Regions from separate parts of the Mus musculus genome. Here all the other regions are linked to region 2. Evidence: chromatin contacts called from public promoter capture Hi-C data. All regions are on one chromosome and are shown on one strand. The core of a region is the stretch at or near the end of the contact, and the rest is flanking DNA. Distances in the headings are between cores, read along the strand shown. Region 1 holds the start of Olfm1 (olfactomedin 1). Region 2 holds the start of Adamtsl2 (ADAMTS-like 2). Region 3 holds the start of Fcnb (ficolin B).

The links. Promoter capture Hi-C pulls out the DNA fragments that hold promoters and counts their contacts.
Region 1: a contact with region 2 is called in a promoter capture Hi-C map of embryonic stem cells, with 7 times the contacts expected there. The contact joins the promoter of Olfm1 here to the promoter of Adamtsl2 in region 2. A contact is called at or near these places in 3 of 39 promoter capture datasets (embryonic stem cells and liver) and 1 of 9 other capture datasets (embryonic stem cells).
Region 3: a promoter capture Hi-C map of stem cell-derived epiblast-like cells shows a contact between it and region 2, with 5 times the contacts expected there. The contact joins the promoter of Fcnb here to the promoter of Adamtsl2 in region 2. A contact is called at or near these places in 4 of 39 promoter capture datasets (embryonic stem cells and stem cell-derived epiblast-like cells).

The regions. Positions count from the first base shown.
Region 1 is chr2:28,204,340-28,207,397 of GRCm38.p6, reverse strand. It overlaps Olfm1 (olfactomedin 1), which reads right to left and starts at 1,709. Exons shown (of 6, transcript NM_019498.2): 1 at 1,299-1,709. The coding sequence starts at 1,448.
Region 2 is chr2:27,077,905-27,080,681 of GRCm38.p6, reverse strand. Adamtsl2 (ADAMTS-like 2) reads right to left here and starts at 1,303. Exons shown (of 19, transcript NM_029981.2): 1 at 1,109-1,303.
Region 3 is chr2:28,083,312-28,086,412 of GRCm38.p6, reverse strand. It overlaps Fcnb (ficolin B), which reads left to right and starts at 1,535. Exons shown (of 9, transcript NM_010190.1): 1 at 1,535-1,622. The coding sequence starts at 1,556.

The DNA.
Region 1 (3,058 bases), core at 460-2,959, 1.1 Mb before region 2:
CTACCCAGTCTCCAAGCCCTTCCCTGGCATCCTGCACTTCCCTGCTATTTTTAGATAAGGATGGGAAGAAGGCAGAGAAGCAGGTAGTGCTATACTTCATTTCATTCATCCAGCTTAGGACACAAGCATCCAAAATCCTTATCAGGGAAACTCATGGTGATATTTTTGTTTGGCTTTTTTTTTTTTTTTTTTTTTTTTGAGACAGAGTCTCATTACGCAGCTCTGAATGTCAGGGAACTCACTCTGTAGACCAGGCTGGCCTCAAACTCACAGAGACCCACCTGCCTCTGGGATTTAAGGAGTGGGACACCACTCCCAGTACCAGGGCACTAGGAAAACTCTTTTTAAAACAACAGGAGAGGCAGACCCTACAAGAGTGATAGATGGTGGTGGTGGTGGTGGTGGGTCACACCACCCAGCTCTTGGGATCAAACTGGAGGAGAATGGTCCCTCACCTGTCCTTTCCACTGAGAAGGTTATGCCAGGGTCCCTTTCCAGTGGCCCCTGACTTAAGGGTGGTCTCTGCTCAGCCTGCTCCATCTATCATGGAAGTCAGCCTTATCCAGACCCTCCACCCAACCCCCAGCCATAGCTCCCCATCCGCAGGCTGCCGATGACATGGAGATTCGATTTCCGTGTCAGAGGCCAGTAGAGAGGGGTGGGTGAAGACAGATCGGCAGCTGGGTCCCGCCCAGCTCCTCTCAACCTCCTCCAGAGTGCACGCTGAGATCTTCCAACCGAGATGAGACCGGAAGGGTCCCTTGGGATTTGGGGGGCTCAGGTGAGATCACAAGCTCTGGTCTTTTGCCTTGGGCCCCACTCTGCACTGGTCCAGTCCGTCTTTTACAAAGTAGGGCGAGCTGAGTCCTGGCTGGACCTAGCCCACAAAGGGTTTTAAGCAGCACCTCCACCCCTTACTTGCTGAGTGACCTTGGCTAAGTCCCCAAGTCCCTAGCTTCAGTTTCCTAAGCTTTGCAAAGAAAGATTTTCTAATATTAGTGAACGAGGACTCTGGACTTTGAACCCCTCCCACCATCACCAAAGCAGGTGTCCTCAAGCCCCTCCGGGGGACTGGGAGCAAAAAGCATCGCCCCGAAACGCCAGAGTGCGAGTGGCGGCCGCAGCTGAAGGCACTGCTTGGCTGCAGGGCAGAGGGTGGGCTCGTGACCCCGGCCCTTGTAACCCTCCCTCCCAGGGTGACCCCATCCTGTGCCGCACCGCCGGGCCAGCCCGGGGCTCGACCCGAGAGGAGGCAGGAGGGAGGAGGGGCCGCGAGGGCTCAAGGCGGGCGCACTTACGCCGGTGCTGCGGTCCAGCGTCCCGCCGCTGGCGGCCGAAAGCCGGGTGGTATTGAGGCCCACCAGCGAGGGCAGCGTCTGGGACATCCAGTTGGTGATCATGGCCATGGTGCTTAGCACGACCCCGATCTTCAGCAGCGGCACCGACATCGCGCCTCGAGTGGCCTCCTGCGCCCGCGCCGCGCCGGCGCCGGCTCCCGCGCCCCGGGCAGCCTCAGGCGGCGGGCACCACGGCGGGCAGGGGCGCCCGGCCGCGTCCCCGCGCCCCCTCTGCCCGCCGCCGCCCGCCGGTCTCTGCCTCCCTGTGCGCACTGGCCATCGCCGCGCCGCCCCGGCGCCGGGAGGTGACCAGGCGGCCCTGCCCGGCGCGCGCTGCCTGCCCGCGCTGCCCGCCGCTGCAGCGTCCCCGCGCGCTCCGCTCTCGAGAAGGGCCACCGGGTTCTGAGCGCGGCGCGGGCTGTGCGCGGGGGCCGCGGCCGGGGGGCGGGGACAAGGCCGGGCGGCGGCCGACGCAATCTGCCCAGGAAATGGGTGGATTTTTCCTCCGAGCTCCGGCTCCGCGACGCCCCCTGGCTGCAGGCAGCGAGGTCTGCAAACCGGTCGGCCGAAGAGTTAGGGTCACCCAGGAGGACGGATAAAACGCCGCCACAAATCGTAAAAAAAAAATATAAAACCTCAAGAATCTCGCATGGCACCCATCCACAGAACACCCCCTCGCCCAGCTCTCTCGGTCACCCTCACGGTTTTGTCTCGCCCAGGCCCGGCCTGCTTGTGGTCAAGGGTCTCCTCCCCTGCTGCTGGGCTTGCCTTCCCTGGTGGACTAAGTCCAGTCAGTTTGGGGTGTCTCCTGAGCCCCAGCAGGAAAGAGTAGCTTGGGTGGAGTCTCCAGTGTCAGCGCAGGAGTAAAGAGGTAGCTACAAAGTGAGAGACACTGCTGGGAACCTTGGACAACTACCTCAGAAGGAGGGGACAGTTGGAAGTCCTAGCGGGGGAACACCCTGGGCTTGTGGGAGCAGGTTTAAACAGAGAGGGACTGGAGGGGGGCGGTATGCCTGCTGTGCACAGTAGAGGATGAAGGAGAGAGAGTGTGCCAACCTACCGTCAGGAGCTGCTGGAAGCATAGGGCTCAGGAGGAACTAGAGGGGCCACACCCATGATTGTGGGGTATGGTACATGCACGGGGGGCGGGGAGGGGCGGGGTTAGAGTATCTGGCGTCTATGCTGTAGGCTTAGATGGACAGGGGTCCCTCGCAGGGACCCAGATCAGGGCCAGGCAAGCTTCAGCAGTATCTGTGCCAAGACTTGTAAGTCTCAGCAAAACAGAACAGCCGGCAAACACAACTTCATAGTGCTTTTGACTTTGAAGCAAGCCCTCTAAGCTGAGGAAAGCCAGTTTCTGCAGGCATTCCTCCAAGTTGTTCCAGTCCCGGGCAGGGAAAGCCAGCCTATTCGCAGCCCCCTACCCCTGCGCTCTTTCCCACCTGGTCAATTATAGACCAGGAAGAGATGTCAGAACAAAGGCAGGCCTCCTGGGGTCTGCCAAGAGGGATATGACATCTTCCGGGGGCTTGTCTCTCTGTGTTCAGTCCTCATTTGCAGAGAAAACGTCAACAGCCAAGATGACCCTGGCCCGAGTGCTGGGCGTGAGCCCTGCTGGCTCAAGAAGTCAATTGGAGTTGTTTCTCTGGTTAATGCATGGCATTCATTGGTGCCTCCAGTTTGGGTCAGATGCCAGCGAATTACAACTGTTAGGGAAGGGC
Region 2 (2,777 bases), core at 54-2,553:
CCCGGGTGGGGTAGTCTCTGGATGGTAAGTCTCCATCCTTTCGTCTTAGCTCCAAACTTTGTCTCAGGGCCCTTCTCTCTTGAGAGAACAGAGATATGGAGGAGGGGCAGAAGGAGGTACAGCCTGCACCTGGCTCCTGATTCCCTTCCAACAAAACAGCCCCTCAAACCCAAACACCCACCAAGGGTTACGGTGAATCAAATCAAGAGAGCTTCCAGCCTTGCTGCTCCAACTCTCAGAATGGCTGCTGCGCACCTCAATTTAAACCCTGTCCTAGAAAGGAAGCTAATGTAGCTTGTCCCAGGTGGGTGTCATCTGCTGGTGAGTTAGACAATGGGCTTCAGAAAAAAGAGGCAGCTTGCCCAAAGCCACACAACAAGGTAGCCTACTGCCCCCTCCCCCACCACACACACACACACACACCACAGAGCAAACTTAGGGACTCAGTCGCACCCAGCAATTCCAGGGGAAGAAAGTCTGGAAATGGTCAGCACCCTCGAAGCCCTGATACCAACTGTCCTACTGTCCTACTGTCCTTCTGTCCTTCTCCCTCTCCCTTTTTTTCTCCCTCCCTCCCTCCTTCTCCTGCAGGTGTCCAGGAGCTTGGTCAGCATCACCCTTACGTCCACCCACCCCCGACACTGAAGGTCTCCATCTGAGTCCCTATTTTCACTCCAGCACAGAGTCCCCATCTCACACAGTCCCATTAGCCTCCATGGCTCCCCAGTCCCTGCTGCTGCCAAAGACAGGTGCCCAGTCAGCCTCACACTTGGTTTTCATTAAGGCTCCCAGACACTGCTGGATTCCAGCCAAGTCCAGCTCAAACAGGATCCATCTCTCCCTAGGGTCCAAAACCTTCAACAGGCCCACCACAGCATGGCTTTGCAGACCAGACAGCAACTGCTAGTACCAAGGTTGTTGCCTCAGGACCACCCTGCCACTGTGTGGCATAGGTTGTTCCCCCCTTTCTCTGTGGTTGAATACCCTCACCAGGGGCTGGGACATCCCCCGGCCCCCATTCTGAACAGCTTGGCTGGTCTGGGATAAGCTACATCTCACACCTCCCAAAGACCACAGTATGAGCAGGGACAAGTATGTAGTGGCCTACCTCACCCAGGGTCAGCAGGTTGTCCTCCTTTTAGAGAAAAGGGTGAGAGCTACTGCCAGGTGCACGGTGCAGGAAGGTGAGTGCAGAGATGTGCGGGCTCTGCCTGTCTCTGGTCCTGCTTCCCCAGCTGCCTCCCTCTCCCACTTCAAAGAGCATTCAAGGGAGGGGGTTCCCAGGAGGGGCTCTCAGCCCAGTGGCTGCTCTGTGGCCGCAGCTGCCTTTATAGCTGTCAGGCAGACGGGGAGGAACTCACACTTCCCACCGCTGCTCCCCCGCCCAGCCTGCTGGCGGCTGGCCGGGCGCACACTTTAACCCGCTCTGCTCCTCTGGAGTATGGCCAGGCTGTCCAGCTGCCTGCTGGCTGCTGCTGCCACAGTCCAGGATCAGTGAGTGAGCCTGAGACTGGCTTGCCTAGGTCCAGAGTGACTGACCCTAATGGATCAATTAGCCTGAGGTCATGTGGAGGGAGGTTGGCAGTGGTGGAGCGGAGCCCCCTTGACCCACCCATCTAACTTCAGCTTCCAGAGAAGGCTGGAAACCATGTGATGTCCAGGCTTTCGGCTCCTGTTCACAGGGAAGACACAGAGGTCCAGACATTGCACGGGTGCAGGCCACCCTCCGTCCTTGGAAAACAGACCTGAACAACGGAGGAACTGAGATACATCCAGAGATCAACCAACCAATGGCTCCAGGGAGAGGAAGAGGTGGCTACAGCCTATCGACCAGATGTCTAGGAAGATCGTCGGCACGGGGTATTCTGCAGATGTTTGGTACCAGCTTGGCTGGACCCCACAGCAGCTGGGCAGCTATTGGCAAGCAAGCAGGACTCAAGAGCTCTGTCCCTGCTGAGCTAGAGCTGAAGTCTTATGAATCCAAGAGGACTTTGGATGATGAGATGTCTGCTCTGACATTTCCTGCTCTCTGAAGCACCCCGTCCTGGAAAACAGGCACCTTCAAATGCTAAGTGATTCTGAAACAACATCCCACAAGCTGGCTGAGCCATTTCATCCATGCCTCTGTCCCTGTAGTGGGGACTGGAAGTCCTCTCCTTTTCTCTGTCCCTCCCTCTTGTCCCTCCCTCTGTGCTAGATGATAAGCTTCTTCAGCTGCCTCTTTGGGCTGCTAAGAGTGATACCCTGGGGGAAGTCTTGTGTCTGACCACCAGACCGCAGCCAAGAACAAAGCAACCAGCAAAAACCAATCAGCACCCAGCCTCTCTGTGAGGCTTGAGTCAGGTGACAAGCATCTTCATCATCTGTACTTTACCGAGGAGAAACTGAGGCTGGGAAGTGGAGTGGTCTGCTAAAGCCACCAGTCAAAGTTGTGACAGATACAGGTTGCGGCGCTGCTCTGCCACACACCCTCTCCTTCTGCCTGGTTCTTCAAAGATGCTGGCTGGCTCTCCCAGCTTAGACTGCGACAGGGGGCAGAGGGTCAGCTCTCACTCTGCCGGTGTTCAGTAGTGACTGACCTTAAGGTATTCAGCTTCTGTTCTCTGTCACCCTGACCTCCCATGACCCTTATCCAGGCTCACACTGCCCCCCTGGGGCCAATAAGAAGAAGCACAGACATTCTACAACCTGACACACAGCACACACACACACATGCATGTACATGTGCACAGGATCTCACTGGCAGACCCAGATCAGATCTCCCTTATTCTGGAAGC
Region 3 (3,101 bases), core at 286-2,785, 1.0 Mb before region 2:
ATTTCCATGTTTGAACCACGGCATCAACATTCTGCGTTGTCGTAAGCCACATCTCAGTAGCAATCCCCATTACAGGACTGTACTGGTGACATCTCCCTCTGGCGGCCGTGCAGAAGGAGCAGTGGCAGCTAAGGCAGCTGCCATTTGGGTTCAAAGACTTATTCCCTGTCTCTGTCTTGACAAAGCCCCTGGTGAATATCCATCTTGAACCGACTAGCTGGCACAGAGAGGCTTGCCTGGCTGAGCCTTGAGCCTGCCTGGCCTGGCTCCGCAGTTCTGGGAGACTCAGAAAAGACCTGCTCCCGCTTGCTCAACAGTGCAGTCTGGAGCTGTGCACCACACTTGGTAATGATGTGCCTGCAGGTATCCCAAAGTTTTGCTAGGTTTATTTTTTTTTAACTATTTTTTTTATTCTTAGTGAGTTTAACATCACACACCCCAATCCCATTCATCTACTTCCACATTCCTTTGTATCTGCCCTTGCAACCTTCCCTGCAAAAGAAAACAAACAAACAAACAAAACAGAGCATAGCATAGAAAACATCTTGTCGTGGAAGCAGCAGCTTTGGATCTGTAGGAGCGGCCCTTACACAGGCTCCAGGAGTTCAGAGGTAGATGTTGTGGTAAGTCAACTCAAAACCCTGGATCTAGGCCTGTGCAGTAGCTGAGTTGGTCAGCCCACCATTTGCTAGGTTTCTTATCTGGCTGTCCCTGTGTCTATCCTCCTGTCGCCAACAGTGTGGCCGTGACCTACTCAGCACTCTGTTCCCACCACCCACCTTTGTCACCCTCTGACTCAAAGTGATGACCTCAGATGTCCACACCTTTCAGCTGAACAACTACTGCCAGTTTAGGCCGAGCATGCAGGGTACAGTGCTCAAAAGACAGAATTTAGCTTGAAGGTGGAAGGTGAGGGTTGAGGGGGTGAGACATGTCTTCTCCTGTGGGTGTCTTGAGCAGCCCCTGACTGGCTGGAGCTCACACAAACTGGCGTTCACTGGAGCTCACACAAACTGGCGTTCAGTGTCTGATCCTTGCAGGCTATGGAACTTCAGTCCTATAAATGCAAGGTAAGTTCTTCCACCTTGTTAGCCGGTAATGACAAGGTACAAACAGTCTTGGGATGTCAAGACTCCCCCTCCATCAAATCCCCAATTACCAGCTCATTCTGGACTATCCTAGGGTCCTTCCTCCAGAATCCCACCTAACCACAAGACACAATGTAGAGTATGATGAAAAATAGGAAGGGAATGTGGAACTCCCAAGTATGTTTGACTTAAGCCACCAGCAAGGCAGGCCTTTTGCAAACAGAGGTGCCTCTAGACCTGGCTCAGATGCCTCTGCAGGGGAAGTGAACCTCCAAAGGCCTCCCTGGAAGAACAGACATACCCTTGGGACTATTTTAGGTCTCTTGTGCAACCAGAGGCCTCCAGGAAGTGACTATCTCCTGGGGATTGGGACATTGGAGCCCAAGGTGGGGATATGGAGTTCCTGCCCTATAAGAGCAGAGTGTCTCTGCAAAGCTATAGAGGGGGTTGGGAGCCGACCAGTTGCCATGGCCCTGGGATCTGCTGCACTATTCGTCTTGACCCTGACTGTCCATGCGGCTGGCACATGCCCAGGTGAGAAGGACTCTAAGTCCCTGAGAGCAGGTTAACTACCCACTCAGTGCCTTCTAGTGTCCCTGTGCCCACCTCTTCTGAGAAGCTCCTGTCAGCTCAGTGTCACCCTCTGAGGACAGACTCTGAGCAGCTAGCACTGGCTCAGGTGGAGACTCTGTGGGCCTGTGATGCTGACCCTGAGGCCTTCAGCCTGACCCTAGGAACTTCACAGACGAAGATGACACCTATGTTTTCCACCTTCTTAGGGACTTTGGAGAGAGATGCTAGGATCCTCTACTTTGTGGCTGCCACATCCCCTTGGTAACTTTGGTAAAGATGCATCCCAGAGTCTCCTGGTACATATGGGCAAGGATTTGGGGTTGGAGAATATTCCTGATCAGCTCTGCTCTGATATCCCCTGGGGATATTACTCCTAAGCACAGGGCAACTGTCTCAAGTGGTGACATGGTTAGAGAAGGGACTAAAACAGCAAGACACAGCCCACCCACTGCAGGGGAAAGAGCCCAGCAGGGAAACTGGACAGGGAAACACCTACGAGGTCTCAACCCTACACAAAGAGCTCCAGGCAGCTAAGGAATGCTGGGAGCCAGAGAGGTGGTCCTTTCCATCAATTGATTGTCTAGTGCTGTACTGTGAGCCCTGTAAACATACTCACAAGTAACATTATATGGGCTCAACAGGTTATATTTGGGAATTTATATGTATATAAATATACATATATTATATGTGTATGAATAAACAATAACAATTTATGAAAAACAAGGCCATGAATTTGAGCATGGAGTTTGGGAGGATTTGGAGGATTTGGAGAAAGGGAAGGGAGAGTTGTCATAATTATAATCCCCCCAAACCAAACCAAATAAAAAACAAAAACAAAAACCTGGTAAGAAGCATACCAAAGATAGTTCTCTGGTCTCCAAAGTGAACCCTGCCCTAGTCTGATATTTCAAGTGTTCTTCTGCAGAGATATGAATTTCACAAATTAACAATATTTTACAAAATGTAGCAACTTCTGTTGGGTTCCAGCTGTGCCTTGGAGCATGCATGTCCCCTCCCCTAGAAGACCTCTTGTAGTCCATGGTCAACCCTCATGAGTTGGAGGAAAAAAAAAATGTTACATTAACTCAGTTTCCTAGCAAGATTGACTCTTGTTTTTCCATAACCATTTCCAAAGCCCTCTCTAAATTCTAGAATGACGGCAAGACTTTAATTTTCATTCTCAAGTTGAGTCCTTGCTACAGCCCTATTCTCTAAGAAAACATATTTTTAAGTGTGTGTGGCTGTTTTGCCTGTATGTATGTGTGTGCACCATTTGCATGCCTGGTATCTGCAGAAGCCAGAAGAGGGCATCAGATCCTCTGGAACTGGAGTTACAGACAGTTGTAAGGTACCATGTGGGTGCTGGGGATCAAACCTGCAACCTCTGCAGAAGTAAGTGCTCTTAACCCCTGAGCTTTAGTTCCTACAACTGAGTGGGGC